Linked DNA regions of Sus scrofa: region 2 is linked to region 1. The links are chromatin contacts, called in public HiChIP or PLAC-seq maps. All regions are on one chromosome and are shown on one strand. The core of a region is the stretch at or near the end of the contact, and the rest is flanking DNA. Distances in the headings are between cores, read along the strand shown.

Evidence for each region. HiChIP or PLAC-seq counts read pairs in DNA pulled down with a chosen protein or histone mark.
Region 2: a contact with region 1 is called in an H3K27ac HiChIP or PLAC-seq map of skeletal muscle, with 19 times the contacts expected there. The contact joins the promoter of BCKDHB here to the promoter of UBE3D in region 1. A contact is called at or near these places in 1 of 5 promoter capture datasets (liver) and 1 of 2 datasets of contacts at active chromatin or transcription factors (skeletal muscle).

Annotation. Positions count from the first base shown.
Region 1 is chr1:83,137,215-83,144,052 of Sscrofa11.1, reverse strand. UBE3D (E3 ubiquitin-protein ligase E3D) reads right to left here and starts at 3,574. Exons shown (of 10, transcript XM_021091912.1): 1 at 3,151-3,574. The coding sequence starts at 3,227. DOPEY1 (protein dopey-1) reads left to right here and starts at 6,612. Exons shown (of 37, transcript XM_021091876.1): 1 at 6,612-6,764.
Region 2 is chr1:86,014,082-86,020,919 of Sscrofa11.1, reverse strand. It overlaps BCKDHB (branched chain keto acid dehydrogenase E1 subunit beta), which reads left to right and starts at 3,341. Exons shown (of 10, transcript NM_001123219.1): 1 at 3,341-3,548. The coding sequence starts at 3,341.

The sequences.
Region 1 (6,838 bases), core at 2,325-4,824:
AAATACATGAAATCACTATAGTAAATAAAATATCTATTCATAATGAAAACCTTTAGTAAACTAGGAGTAGAAAGGAAACAATGCAAACTACCAAACCAATTTGCCAACCAGTGTCATCACATCTAATGATGAAATGCTAAAAGTACTTAAGATAGGAAAAGAATAAAAAATGATATCATTTGAATTAACTACAAATAGACAAAAAAAATTCCAATTAAAATGCAGAGATTGTCATTATGAATTTTTAAAAACTCCACCCAGTATATGCTTTCAAATTTTTACATATAAAGATACAGGTTGAGAGTAAAAGGGTAGTATAAGACATACCATGCAAACAGTACAGTCAGCTGATTTCTGACAAAAGACACTGAGTTATTTCAATGGAAGAAATGACAGCCTTTTAACTAATGATGATGGAAAAACTGGGCATTCTTATAGAAAAAAATAAACTTTGACCCTTACATTGTGCCAAATACAAAAATTAACTTGACATGATCTAGACCTAAATGTAAAAGCTAAAACTATGTAACTCCTAGAAAATAAACAAAGGAAAAAAATCTTACAACCTGGAGGAAGGCAAAGGTTTCTTAAGACACTAAGTATTAAAAAAAATAATGCAGGGAGTTCCCATTGTGGCTCAGTAGGGTATGAACCTGACTAGTAACCACGCGGATTCAGGTTTGATACCTGGCCTCGCTCAGTGGGTTAAGGATGGCATTGCTGGGACCTGTTGTGTACGTCAAAGATTTGGCTTGGATCCCCAGTTGTTGTGCCTGTGGTGTAGGCCGGCAGCAGCAACTCCTACTGGACGCTTAACCTGGGAACTTCATATGCTGCAGGTGTGGCCCTAATTAAAAAAAAAAAAAAAGGAAAAAGGAAAAAATGCAAGAGAGAAAGAGAGAGAAAGGAAGGGAGGGAGAAAGGGAGGAAGGAAGAAAGAAAAAGAAAGAGGGAGAAAATAAACTGGATTTCATTATAATTTAGATTTTTCTGTTCATCAAAAGACACTACTGGAGTTCCTCTTGTGGCAAATCAGGATTGGCAATGTCTCTGCAGCAGCAGGATGCAGGTTTGATCCCCAGCCTGGCACATGGATTAAAGGATCCAGCGTTGCTGCTCTGGATCTGATCAGACTGGCTCAGATCTGATCCCTGGCCGGGAACTTCATGTGCCAAAAAGAAAAAAAAAAAAAAAGGAAAGAAAAAGAAAAAAAGATACTTAAGAAAGTGAAAAGGTAATTTATAGATTGAGAGAAAATATTCACATGCACAAGTATAAATGAAAAAATATTTTCAGACTATATAAAGAACTCTTTATGTCCAACAATAAGACAAACAACTTGATAGACGATACTTTAGAAAGGAACACATGTGAATGACCAAAAAGCAAATGAAAAGGTGCTCAACATTCTTAATCAGGGAAATGCAAATTAAAGTGACAGTGAGATGCTAATTTATACCACCAGAATAGCTACAATCAAAAAGACTGACAACAGGACATGCAGGCTAGAAAGTGAAGCTGTTGGAATTCACTTGTTTTTTCCTGGTGAGAACTGGTATAATCACTCTGGAGAACTGTTTAGCTGTTTCTCATGCCCCATCTACCCTATAACCCTGCAAAAATACTTATACAAGAAGATATGAAAGCTTTATTCATAATATGCAAGCTCTAGAAACACACAAATTATCCAGCAATAAAAGAATGGCTGCATGAATTGCAGTATATTCATAAGGCTGAAAACTACTCAGCAAGAAAAAAGAATGGCCTATTGAAATGTGCAGTGACATAGATGAAACATAGACGAAAAGAAACATAGATGAAAAGTATGGCCTATTGAATTATGCAATGACATAGATGAAACAGTAATGTCAGAAACACTGTTGCAGGAAAGCAGCCAGAAACAAGCACATACCTTACAAATCCATTTATACATACTTCAAGGAACGGCAAATGAATCTTTGTTGAAGGAAATCAGAACAGTGGTTGCTTTTATAGGGTAGGGGGACTTAGTGATAATGCTCAACGGCCAAAGACCACTAGCAGCAAACAAGAAATCCAGCAAAATTATGTTTAACTTTCTTAAACAAGGAAGAGTAATTCAGGGAAAGCATGAAGGACTCCTTTGATGAGCAGAAGATGGTCTTGTTTAGTTTTGTGTAAGGTTTGGGCTCTGAGTAACTTTACAAGGTGCATTTGAATTGGACCTGCAGCACTTATTTGAATTCATAATTTGGGGGGGGGGGAGGAAAAAGAGAAAGAAAGAAGAGGAATAAACAGCATCCTTATTTCACAATTGAAAACATTCAAATTAAGGATTCTAATTTGGTGAAGAAGCTAGGATTTGAATCTAGTTCTGCCAATCAACCTCAGAGTGGTGCCTTGTCATAAAACTTTCAAGATTCTAACATCCGATTTACTCTATTTGAAACAGTGGTTACAAGGGAATAATGGAGGTACCATATACTACCAAACAAAAAAAAGAGAACATTTCCCTAATAGTTTCTTGTTTGTGTAAATAATGAAGAGCAAGGTAAGGGCTTACAGACTTCTCATTGGAACTCGGAATACGAAAAACAGAATGAGCTCCAATAAGAAGCCTGAAACCTGTGTTCACTGAACACGCTTTTACTGAACGAGTGTGTCGGTTTCTCTGCACACAGAACAATTTGGGGAGGAGAAAAAAAAACCCGGAGTTTTATTTACAAAAAGGGAAGCTTTCACATTGGAACAGATCGTATAACGAGGATTCCAAAGGGGCAAACCAAGCACGTTTGGCACTGTCTTTGTTGGAAACGCAGGGCATAGTCAACGACTTGAACATTAGGGATCCTCAAACTTAAGTGTGCCTCTGGATCCCAGGAAACGTGTTGAAATCTAAGTTCGGATTCAGCAGGTCTGGTGTGGGACCGAGACAAGGCATTGCTAAAAAGCTCCCAGGTGATTCAAGATTGCCAGTGGAGGTGGCGGAGGTGGGGGGTAGGGGAATGAGGGCGCAGGGATGAGGTACTCGGCTTTGAGTATCCCAGAAGCTCAAAGCATCTGGAGAAACAAACTCAAAATTCCATCCTTCCGAGGGAGGCGGAGCCTGCCCGGCAGCAGAAAGGCGTGCCCCGCTGCGTTGGGGAGCCCACACGCCACAGCCCGCCTTACCCCAGGATCAGCAGCGCGCTCTGCAGCTGTCTCCGCACCTCCAGGAACACACGCACTTGCGCCCCAGCCGCCGCCATTGCGGGCGACCAGGGCCCGGGGTTCGCAGCGGCAACACGTGCAGCCCGAGCTGGAGCTGCGGCGGCAGCGGAGGTGCCGGCGTCGTGGATCCGGAGCTCGGCTGCTCGACTACTCGCCAGCCCACAGCGCCACCAGACGGGCGGAGAGTGCGCCGCCTCGAGACTGGTTCTGGCGGTCACCGGCAGTTTCTGATCCGAGCTTGGGGGCTGATCTCTGAGAAACGTGGGCAGAAGAGCAGAACTACCCTCCCACTCTGTTTCTTAAGGGCGCCACCCGGTGCGTCAGGCTCCCTGGATATGACCTTCAGAGTAAGATCCCAAGTACTCTCCCTTGGCTAGTGCGGGTAGGGATGAGGCTGGACGAGAGGGAGATGATAGGCGGGCACTGTCATCAGGACTAAGACCCATCCCACACACACTTTATCTTGGCTTTGTTGTTATTTTTAATGGACTACAGCCTTTTTCTTTAATGAACGCTGGTCGGTCGTATTTTAGTTCTCTTCTGAGGCAACAGATGTCCAGAATTGACTTGGCATTGCTTCTAAATTTAGGCTGGATCGCTCCAAAATGGAAACGGTTGCAAAAATGTGAGATGTTTCCTGTTATCTCTGCTGTTATATCCAGTATCATGAAGCACAGGATTATGCATGTCTATAACCTTTGAAAAGAGGAAGATGAGAATGATTCCACATGTACATTTTCACTATTCACTTTTGCAAAGGTAAAAATTGACTCAGGGGAGTTGTAATTTATTTCATTGCTATTAGAAAATGATTTTGGAAAGTTTCACCCACTGAAGAAAAGGATCTAGTATAAAGTAAATAGTTATCATGGGAAAATATTAAAATATAAGGCTACAGTAGAATTATAATACGAATATATTTTTTAGAGCAAGAGGCTTTAAAAGAAAAACAATGTTCACTTGTATGCGGAAAAATCATGTTTATTGATGTTCTACTTTATCATTTTAAGGTTGTAATTACCACACACTAAACATATTAATTTCAAGATTTTCTAGGAGTTCCTGTCCTGGCTCAGTGGTTAACAAACCCAACTAGAATTCATGAGGATGCTGGTTCAATTCCTGGCCTTGCTCAGTGGGTTAAGGATCTAGTGTTGCCCTGAGCTGTGGTGTAGGTGGTAGACACCACATAGATCCCCTGTTGCTGCAGCTCTGATTTGACCCCTAGCCTGGGAACCTCCATATGCTGCCCAGTGCAGCCCTAAAACAACAAACAAAAAAAGATTTCCAAATGAAAATAAAGCCATGTCCCTCGAGGGGTACTAGATTAAGACAATTTTTCTAAAATATTTATATGGAGTTTTTAAAGCTCATTTTGTTTCACAAAATCCTACATCCATCAGAATTCAAATTCATGGATGGAGGTAACAACCCAATTAAAAGAATTAAATTTACTGGTATTTCATCACAACAATGGTGATGAAGGGTAGTGTTTTTTTGTTTTGTTTCTTTGTTTTTTGGGGGCTACACCCACAGCATATGGAAGTTACCAAGCCAGGGATTGAATGCAAGTCACAGCTGCAACCTACCCCACAGCAGTGGCAACCCTGGATTCTTTAACCCACTGTATTGGGCCGGGGATCAAACCTGAGCCCAGGCAGTAGGATTCTTAACCCACTGTGCCACAATAGGAACTCCAGGGCGATGGGTTTTTTTTTGTTGTTTTGTTTTGTTTTGTTTTTTGCTTGTTACGGCTGCATCTGGATCATATGGAAGCTCCCAGGCTAGGGGTCGAATCAGACCTACAGCTGCTGGCCTATGCCACAGCAACTTGGGATACAGCCGAGTCTTCGACCTATACCACAGCTCAAGGCAACGCCGGATCCTTGACCCACTGAGCATGGTCAGGGATCGAATCTGCATCACCATGGATCCTAGTCAGGTTCATTAACCGCTGAGCCACAAAGGGAACTCCCTCCAGGGTGATTTTTTTTTTTTTTTTTTTGTCTTTTTTGCCTTTTTTTCTAGGGCCACATCTGAGTCATGTGGAGGTTCCCAGGGTAGGTAGGGGTCTAATCAGAGCTGAAGCGCTGGCCTGCGCCAGAGCCACAGCAACTTGGGATCTCTGCCACGTCTGCACCTACACCACAGCCCACAGCAACGCTGGATCCTTAACCCACTGAGCAAGGCCAAGGATCAAACCTGCAACCTCATGGTTCCTTGTCAGATGTGTTACCACTGAGCCATGACGGAAACACCCCAGGGTGATGGTTTTGATGAAAGAAATTTTCCCATAGTAAGATACGGGGAAGTCATTCTGGCTTAAACATGATTTGACCTGAACTTAAGGTTAACCAATAGAGCCTATTCGTGGTCTATTAAATAAACATTGTACATCTGCCTTAACCATAAAGAAAATAATGCATTAAAAAAATAACAATGGCATAACTGTGGTTCAGGCATTCAAATGGAGCCAGGTGGCCATCGTGGATATGGCTTCAGACACATTCCTGTATCACTAAGAATCTGAATTTTCTAAACTATATCACTCAGACTCAAGGACACCCTCAGCCTTTCTCAAAACAACATCTGCTAGCAGCTGTCAGCTGCAACCTTATAGTCTCAAGGCCTCCCCTTATAAGTATACAATTTCAGAGCTGGACCAATCCTTATTTAACAAGGACCCTTCCTTTCTGCCAGCTCTAATCTTAATTCTTGACGAATAATTTACGTGACTTTGTGTCTTTTGCTGTTATAAGCCTCCAGCATTCTGTAGTCTGGTGGAACACAATTCAAATACATCTTCAGTCTGTGTCTCCCAGGCTATAGTCCTCAATTTGGCTTAAATAAAACTCTTTTCTATCCCTGTCATATATTAGTTTATTGATTATTTCCCTCCACAATGTCAACTCTGCATATCTCCCACCATTAACATCAAAGATTTTAGGTATTTAAATGCTGCCACATTATGTTGAAACATGTAACATTCTTAACACAGGATACCGTACATATTGATGTTTGTTTTTAAGGATTGTTATATTTTATATTTAGTCACACATTCTCAAGAAAAATCTATGATTTTTTGACCCGACATTTTAGGTGAAAGGAGGCAATCCTCCATGGAACTACATGATTTGGGGTTCTAGAATCAAAATAAGTTCCTAATATGATAACAACTATCTATCTCCTAACTTCGAAAGTCTTCTAACTTCTCTGGGCTTAGAATTAGTTAAGCAAAAAAAGCTGTTTTCGATTCCTAGCATCACGCGGAATTGGGATTGGCGCGGGCTGGCTGAAAATACCTGTTACCTCCCCTTCCATCCCCCTCCCTCAATAGGCGGCAGTGGGCCGCTTCCCCAACAGTCCGCCTGAGGGCGCTGTGGCGACAGCCAGCGCCGGGAGGCGAAGAACCGACCGGGGGCGGGGACGAAGGGCCGCGGACGTCGACGCCGGCGTGGGCGCGGGCGCGGTGTACGCTGGGAGCTGTCACTAGGCCCTCCGGCTCCCGGCCTCCGTGTCGCTGCCGCGGTTGCCAGGAGAGCGGCGCCGGCAGGGAGCGGTCGAGCCCGAGGAAGGTAACAGCGTCCCCGCCCCCAGCGCGGTCGCGAGGCCGGCCGGCCGCCCCTAGTGGCCCCCTCGGCCCGGCTCG
Region 2 (6,838 bases), core at 2,092-4,591, 2.9 Mb before region 1:
CCCAAGGTGATTTGCTGGGCAGACAACTCTGTGAGATATGCTCTTTGTTGTTCCTGACTGCATAGAGTTGAACGTATAAACTTCTTAGACCAGCATATAAAGAACTTCAAAATCTCCCTCCGATCTTTATTTCCTACTTCTGTCATTTTCTGTATCTTTCCCTACAACCTGAGTCTGGCAGCAGCAAGCTCTTTTCTCTTCCTGGAATGTACTGTTTTTCTTGCCTATGAGTCTTTGCACATGTTTTAATTTTGTCTCTAATATCCTCTCCTCCCTCATTTTCCTGGTAACTTCTACTCATCTTTTGGATACAGCTTAGTGTTACTTCTAGAAGCATTCTTCTCCTTTTTTCTTCTTTTTATGGTTGCACCTGCCACATGGAAGTTCCTTGACTGGGAGTCAAATTGGAGCTATAACTGCTGGCCTACACCACAGCCTCAGCCACGCTGGATCCCAGCAACATCTGTGACCTACACTGCAACTTGCGGCAATGCTGGATCCTTAACCCACTGAACATGGCCAGGGATCAAACTCACATCCTCATGGACACTGTGTCATGTTCTTAATCTGCTGAGTCACAATGGGAACTCCTGGAAGCATTCTTGATTTAACAAAAGCAGAGCTTACTGTTCTTTGTGTGTTTCATTTTTTAAAAAGAATTTTATTGGAGTATAGTTGACTTACAATGTTGTGTTAGTTTCAGGTGTACAGCAAAGTGAATTAGTTTTATATATATGTGTGTGTGAATTAGTTATATATATACATATAGTTAGTTATATATATATACACACACACATAAATCTGTTTTTTTCAGATTATTTTTCCAACTAGGTTAGGTTATTTCACAGTATTGAGTAGATTTCCCTGTACTATACAGTAGGTCTTTGTTACTTATCTATTTTATATACAGTAGTGTGCATATGTTAATCCCAACCTCATAATTGATCCCTGTCTGTGTGTTTCATTTTATTTACATTTCTTTTCTTTTCTTTCTTTTTTTGTCTTTTTGTTTTTTTCTAGGGCCGCACCTGCGGCATATGGAGGTTCCCAGGCTAGGGGTCCAATCGGAGCTGTAGCCACTGGCCTAACACTACAGCCAGAGCAACGTGGGACCTGAGCCTCATCTACAACCTATGCCACAGCTCATGGAAATGCCGGATCCCTAACCTACTGAGCAAGGCCAGGGATTGAACCCGCAAACCTCATGATTCCTAGTTGGATTCGTTAACCACTGAGCCATGACAGGAACTCCTAGGGCCCCTATTTCATTGGACCGGGTACTTGTTATGTAATCGCTCTCCTTTCTCTACTAATTTGGACATCCTTAAAGCAAGACTGTATCTTGAACACATTTGTTTCAATGGTGGTTTATCTTCAGTTTATAGCACAAGTTCAATAAATTCTCACCAGTCCCTTTATAATTTTTCTCTTTTCCCCCAGGCCTAAATCATCTTAGCATTCTAGCTCCCCAATCAGCTAACTGAGAAAATGCAGTTTGATTTGTTTTTATCCTTGCTCTTTGCCCTCTTTTTGCTTAAAAATTAAAACTTGACTTTGTAAATATAATTTTATTTAGCTACCCCTCTCCTTTATTCAATAAAATAAAAAATACCCTTCATTCACATAAAAATAAAACACACACACACACACACACACACACACACACACACACACACACCATGAAACAGAGGAGGTGAACACAACAAAAGACAAGATTAAAAATCCCCAAAATGTTGAATTTGGGGGCTTGATATGGAGTAGAAATAATGAAGATATACTTTTGTTTCTCCTTTGGGCATTTAAAAAAATTCTGCCAGGGAGTTCCCGTCGTGGCACAGTGGTTAACTAATCCGACTAGGAACCATAAGTTGCGGGTTCGGTCCCGGCCCTTGCTCAGTGGGTTAATGATCCGGCGTTTCCGTGAGCTGTGGTGTAGGTTGCAAGGTTGCAGACGTGGCTCGGATCCTGCGTTGCTGTGGCTCTGGCATAGGCCGGTGGCTACAGCTCCGATTCGACCCCTAGCCTGGGAACCTCCATATGCCGCGGGAGCGGCCCAAGAAATAGCAAAAAAGACAAAAAAAAAAAAAAAAAAAAAAAAAAAAAAAAAAAAATTCTGCCAGAATCCACAGCATGCAAAAGTTCTCAGTCCAGGGATCCAAGTTTGCCACAGCGGTAACCAGTGACAGCTGCTGAATCCTTCACCGGCTAGGCCATGTGGGAACTTCCTCCTTTGGGCAGATTTGAATTCCTGCTTCTCAAACCCAATCAGAAAACATGCAGCTGGTGCATTTCTGCCTTTCCTCTCACCCCATTTCCTCTCTCTTTTCCTCTGCCTCTTTGTAAAACCAAGGATGGGCTGGATGGCCAGAAAGAGCATAAGGGGAAATTCGTTCTCCTGCTCCTTCGCCTTCATTCTTTCCCTCTCTCTTCTTCAAATTCTGTTTTGGGCCATTCTTTTCCTACCTTCCCACCCTCATCTGATGGAAACACTTTCACCCTTGTCTCTAATCATATTTTACTATAATGTGTAAATTCATGAACAGAGAAGGTATCCTCTTAAACATTTGGATTTTTAACAGGAAAATTTACAAAGTTGATTATTTTAAATGTAAATGAATGGATTCTCAATTTCTCCAGGTTTCTAAGCTCTTCAGGTCATTTTTGCTGCACCTGGGCAAAAACGCAACTGAATTCCTGTAAAGTGGGTTTGCGGGGTGAACTCTTAAGTTTACCTCTTTCACTGTCACTTAAATCCAGAAAAACAAAACCAGTAAAAATCTATACATACTTATTAAGCACTTTAGAAGGGTTTGAATAAAGAGCTCAGGGTTAGAACAGAGCTTCTCACAGCCGTCTGAAACTCAAAAAACCAATAACCAATACCAATCAATAGAATAATAGAGGTAAAGAACAGGAGAGGATTTAAAAGGGTTTCATTTCAAAAGGACATATAAATCTTAAAATGAAAAAGCTATCTGAATGCATTAGGCAGACGACACAGGAAAGGAACAAACCCAGGCACAGCGTGGAACTTTGCAGACCAGATCTGCGGCCCTGCCCCAAGCAGCAGACCTTGGGAAGACTCCACCTCCGGGAACAATTTCATTGGAGCTCACCTGCCCGCTCGCTCCCGCCCCAGCCCCCTTTCCGCATGCGCACAACGGGAGAACGACGCCGGGTCTTCTCGTCGTCTTCCCCACCCCCGAATTCCGAACTCTGATTGGTCTGCTTCCCGGGACCGCCCCTTCGGCCCACCCAATGTGGGGGCCGTCTTGGTGTTCCGCCCTCCCTGCCGGCAAAGGGTGGCAGAGTAGCCTGCAAACATCGGCGGCGAGTGGGGATGGCGGCAGTGGCAGCGGCAGCGGCGGTTGCTGTGGGACGGCTACTGCGGCTCCGGGTGGCCCGGGTGGAGGGACACTGGCATCCCCTGAGTGGCGGGGGGCTGCTGCGGGGCTTCCTGCAACCTGCCTCAGCCGACGGGGATGCGGCCCAGAAGCGGCAGGTGGCTCACTTCACTTTCCAGCCCGACCCGGAGACCGTGGAGTACGGTGAGATATAGGGGCTGCCCTGTCCGCTCCGGCTGCAGCCCAGACTCCCAGGCCAGCGGAATGTCCCAGCGAGTACGGCCCTGCCTGTCCCGGGCGGGGTCCCGTAGGCTGACTTCTTTGCACCACGGCACAATCCCTGTCCTCCTCTTTAGAGCCTTCTTCTACCGTAGGGTCTGACTCTGATTTCCTCCTTGCTCCATTTTTGTGACTGTGCAGCTCTCGAGAGGCAGTCTCTTGGCACGTTCGAAATGGGTGAGGGGGTTTCACCGGGTCTGCAAGGGTCTGAGGGTGGAGGGGTGGTGCCAGGAAACGCCTCCCTTTTCCCATTCTATCCTTGCTTTCCCAGCCTTTGCCTTAGGAGTTGTCCCAGCTTGCTCAGGGCCGGGCCGCTAACTATAGGCAGCAGTATGTTAAAAGGAAAGAAAAAGCCGCCGTCTCCCCCACTTTTAGCAGGTAAGAGAAAACTGAGGGACTAAAGTAACTGAATTGATTTCTCAAGGTCACAAAACAGGTTCTTCCTAGAGAAGCGAAAAATCCAGGCTTCATCTCTGAGCTTGATACTGAGCCGATGCTGGGTAAGGGTGCTACTCTGGGAGTGGGAAGCAGTATCAGATAGCGGCGGAGGAAGCCATCCAGTGCTTCCAGCCGCGAGAAAAACCCACAGCAAGCACATCTCACACCTCGCGGGAACGCAGTTGCATGACTTTTACGGTTTTTTTCTGCAAGTTTTACATACTCTCCAAAAGATCCAGTGCCTATCATTAGAATACTGAAAACAATACGAAAACGGTGACCTTTTCCTCGGCTACTAACTTCTCAAATGGTAGAGCTGGCATTTTGGGAGGTGTGTCTTTCCCTCTGAAATAAGGAGAATGAACATTTATTGAGCGTTTACCACAGACAGGCACTGGGCTGAGAAATTTATAGTCATCATCTCATTTGATGCTTAGGGCAACCTTCAGAGGTGGGTAGTATTTTTATTCCCAATTTTCAGTTAGGTTAACTGAGTCCTTGAGGAGTTTGTCCTGGTAAGTCAGTGAGAGCTTCAGCTTTGGAATCTAATTAGATTCCACAACTTCCATTCTAAACAGCTTGCTAAACTGCATGTAGAAATAACTTACCAAGAGGTGTCCCTGTTTTGTGAAATAGAAGACATCTTAAAGGTGAACAGCAGTTTTTTTCTCACCAGTAAGAGAAACCTTGACTTCTGTCTTCAAAGCAAAGAAACTTTAGCCCAGTACTTGAGAGCGTAGGTCTCTTAACCTCCTTCCATAATTACAAAATTACTAAAGTTTGAGTAAAATGATAATAAAAGATTTGTTCTTATAAAAATAATAAAATCGTGTTAGAAGAGTTCTCAATGTGGCTCAGTGGAAACAAACCCAATTAGTATCCATGAGGACATGGGTTTGATCCCCAGCCTTGCTCAGTGGGTTAAGAACCCTGTGTTGCCGAGAGCTGTGGTGTAGGTTGCCTACACAGCTCAGATCTGGTATTGCTGTGGCTGTGGTGTAGGCCGGCAGCTGCAGCTCCAGTTCAAGCCCTAGCCTGGGAACTTCCATATGCTGCAGGTGCAGCCATAAAAAGGAAAAACAAACTCCCACCACTCACTTGTTTAAAAAATCTAATTTTTACTTTATATTGGAGTATAATTGATTTACAATGTTGTGTTAGTTTCAGACGTACAGCAAAGTGATTCAGTTATACATATACATATATCCATTCTTTTTCAGATTCTTTTCCCATACAAACCACACACTTTGGAAATGGTATCAGAATTGTATATGTAGGGAGTTCCCGTCGTGGTGCAGCGGAAACGAATCCAACTAGGAACCATGAGGTTGCAGGTTCCATCCCTGGCCTCGCTCAGTGGGTTAAGAATCTGGCATTGCCGTGAGCTGTGATGTAGGTTGAAGATGTGGCTCGGATCCTGTGTGGCTATGGCTGTGGTGTAGGCTGGCAGCTAAAGTTCTGATTCGACCCCTAGCCTAGGAACCTCCATATGCCATGGGTGTGGCCCTAAAAGGAGGAAAAGACAAAAAAAAAAAAAAAAAAAAAAAAAAAAGGACTTGAGATGTGCTTGTGTTATATTATTGGCAAATTTATAGAATGGATTAGTGAAGGGGGAGTAAGGAGCAGAGATCAGTCAGAGAGATTACTGTAACTTTCCACATGACAGTGTATCCTTGCTTGCATTTGGAGAGTATGGGTGGAGGTGGTTGTATGTTTGGGAGGGGTTAACTGGATTTGGCACTGTTTTGCACGTGGGGGCTCGGAGGAAGGTGTCTCAAAGGTGACTTGACAATTTCAGCCTTGGAGGCTGAAAGGCTGGTAGAGGAATGGTCACGTTGATACAAATGAGGGCTGCTGGAGGAGGAGCACGTTTTCAGAGAGAGAGGGGATGACTTAAATTTTGGATGTGTTGAGATGTCTTAGTCCATTTGGGCAGCTGTAACAAAAATGTCCATAGACTGCATGGCTTAGACACAGTAGACATTTATTTCTTACGTTCTGGAAGCTGGGAAGCCCAGAGTCAGAGATGATTTGGATTCAGTGTTTGGTGAAGGTCTCCTTCTTGGTTCTTAGATGTTTGTCTTCTCACTGTGTTCTCTTATAGTGGAAGGGGTGAGAGAACTTCCTGGGGTCTCTTTTGGAAGGGCATTAATCCTGGAGTTCCTGTGTGGTGTAGTGGAAACAAATTGACTAGTATCCATGAGGATGTGGGTTTGATCCCTGGCCTCGCTCACTGGGTTAAGGATCTGGCATTGCCATGAGCTTTGGTGTAGGTTTAAGACGTGGCTAGGATCCCGTGTTGCTGTTGCTGTGGCTGTGATGTAGGCTGGCAGCTGCAGCTCTGATTTGACCCCTAGCCTGGGCACTTCCATATGCCACAGGTGCATCCCTAAAAAAGCCAAAAAAAAAAAAAAAAAAAAAAAAAAAAAAGAGAAGGGCATTAATCTCAGTCATGAGGGCACCACCCTCGTGACATACCTCCCAAGGATCCCACTTCCAAGTACTGTCACATTGGGGGTAAAGTTTCTAAATCTGGGGGGACACAAACATTCAGTCTCTAGCATTGGAAGTGGAATATAGTACCATGAGGTAGGCAGCAAAACAACTATGTCAAAATTGGAACCCTTGAGATGAGATTCTCTCCCTATCTCTTTTCCATATATATATGCCGGGGTCCAGCCCCAGCAGCCAGGGAGTGCCGAAGGAGAGGATGGGCTACAAATGGCACGGAAAGAATTGGAGCCAACTCCTCAGCTGCATGCTGCAGATGACCCAAT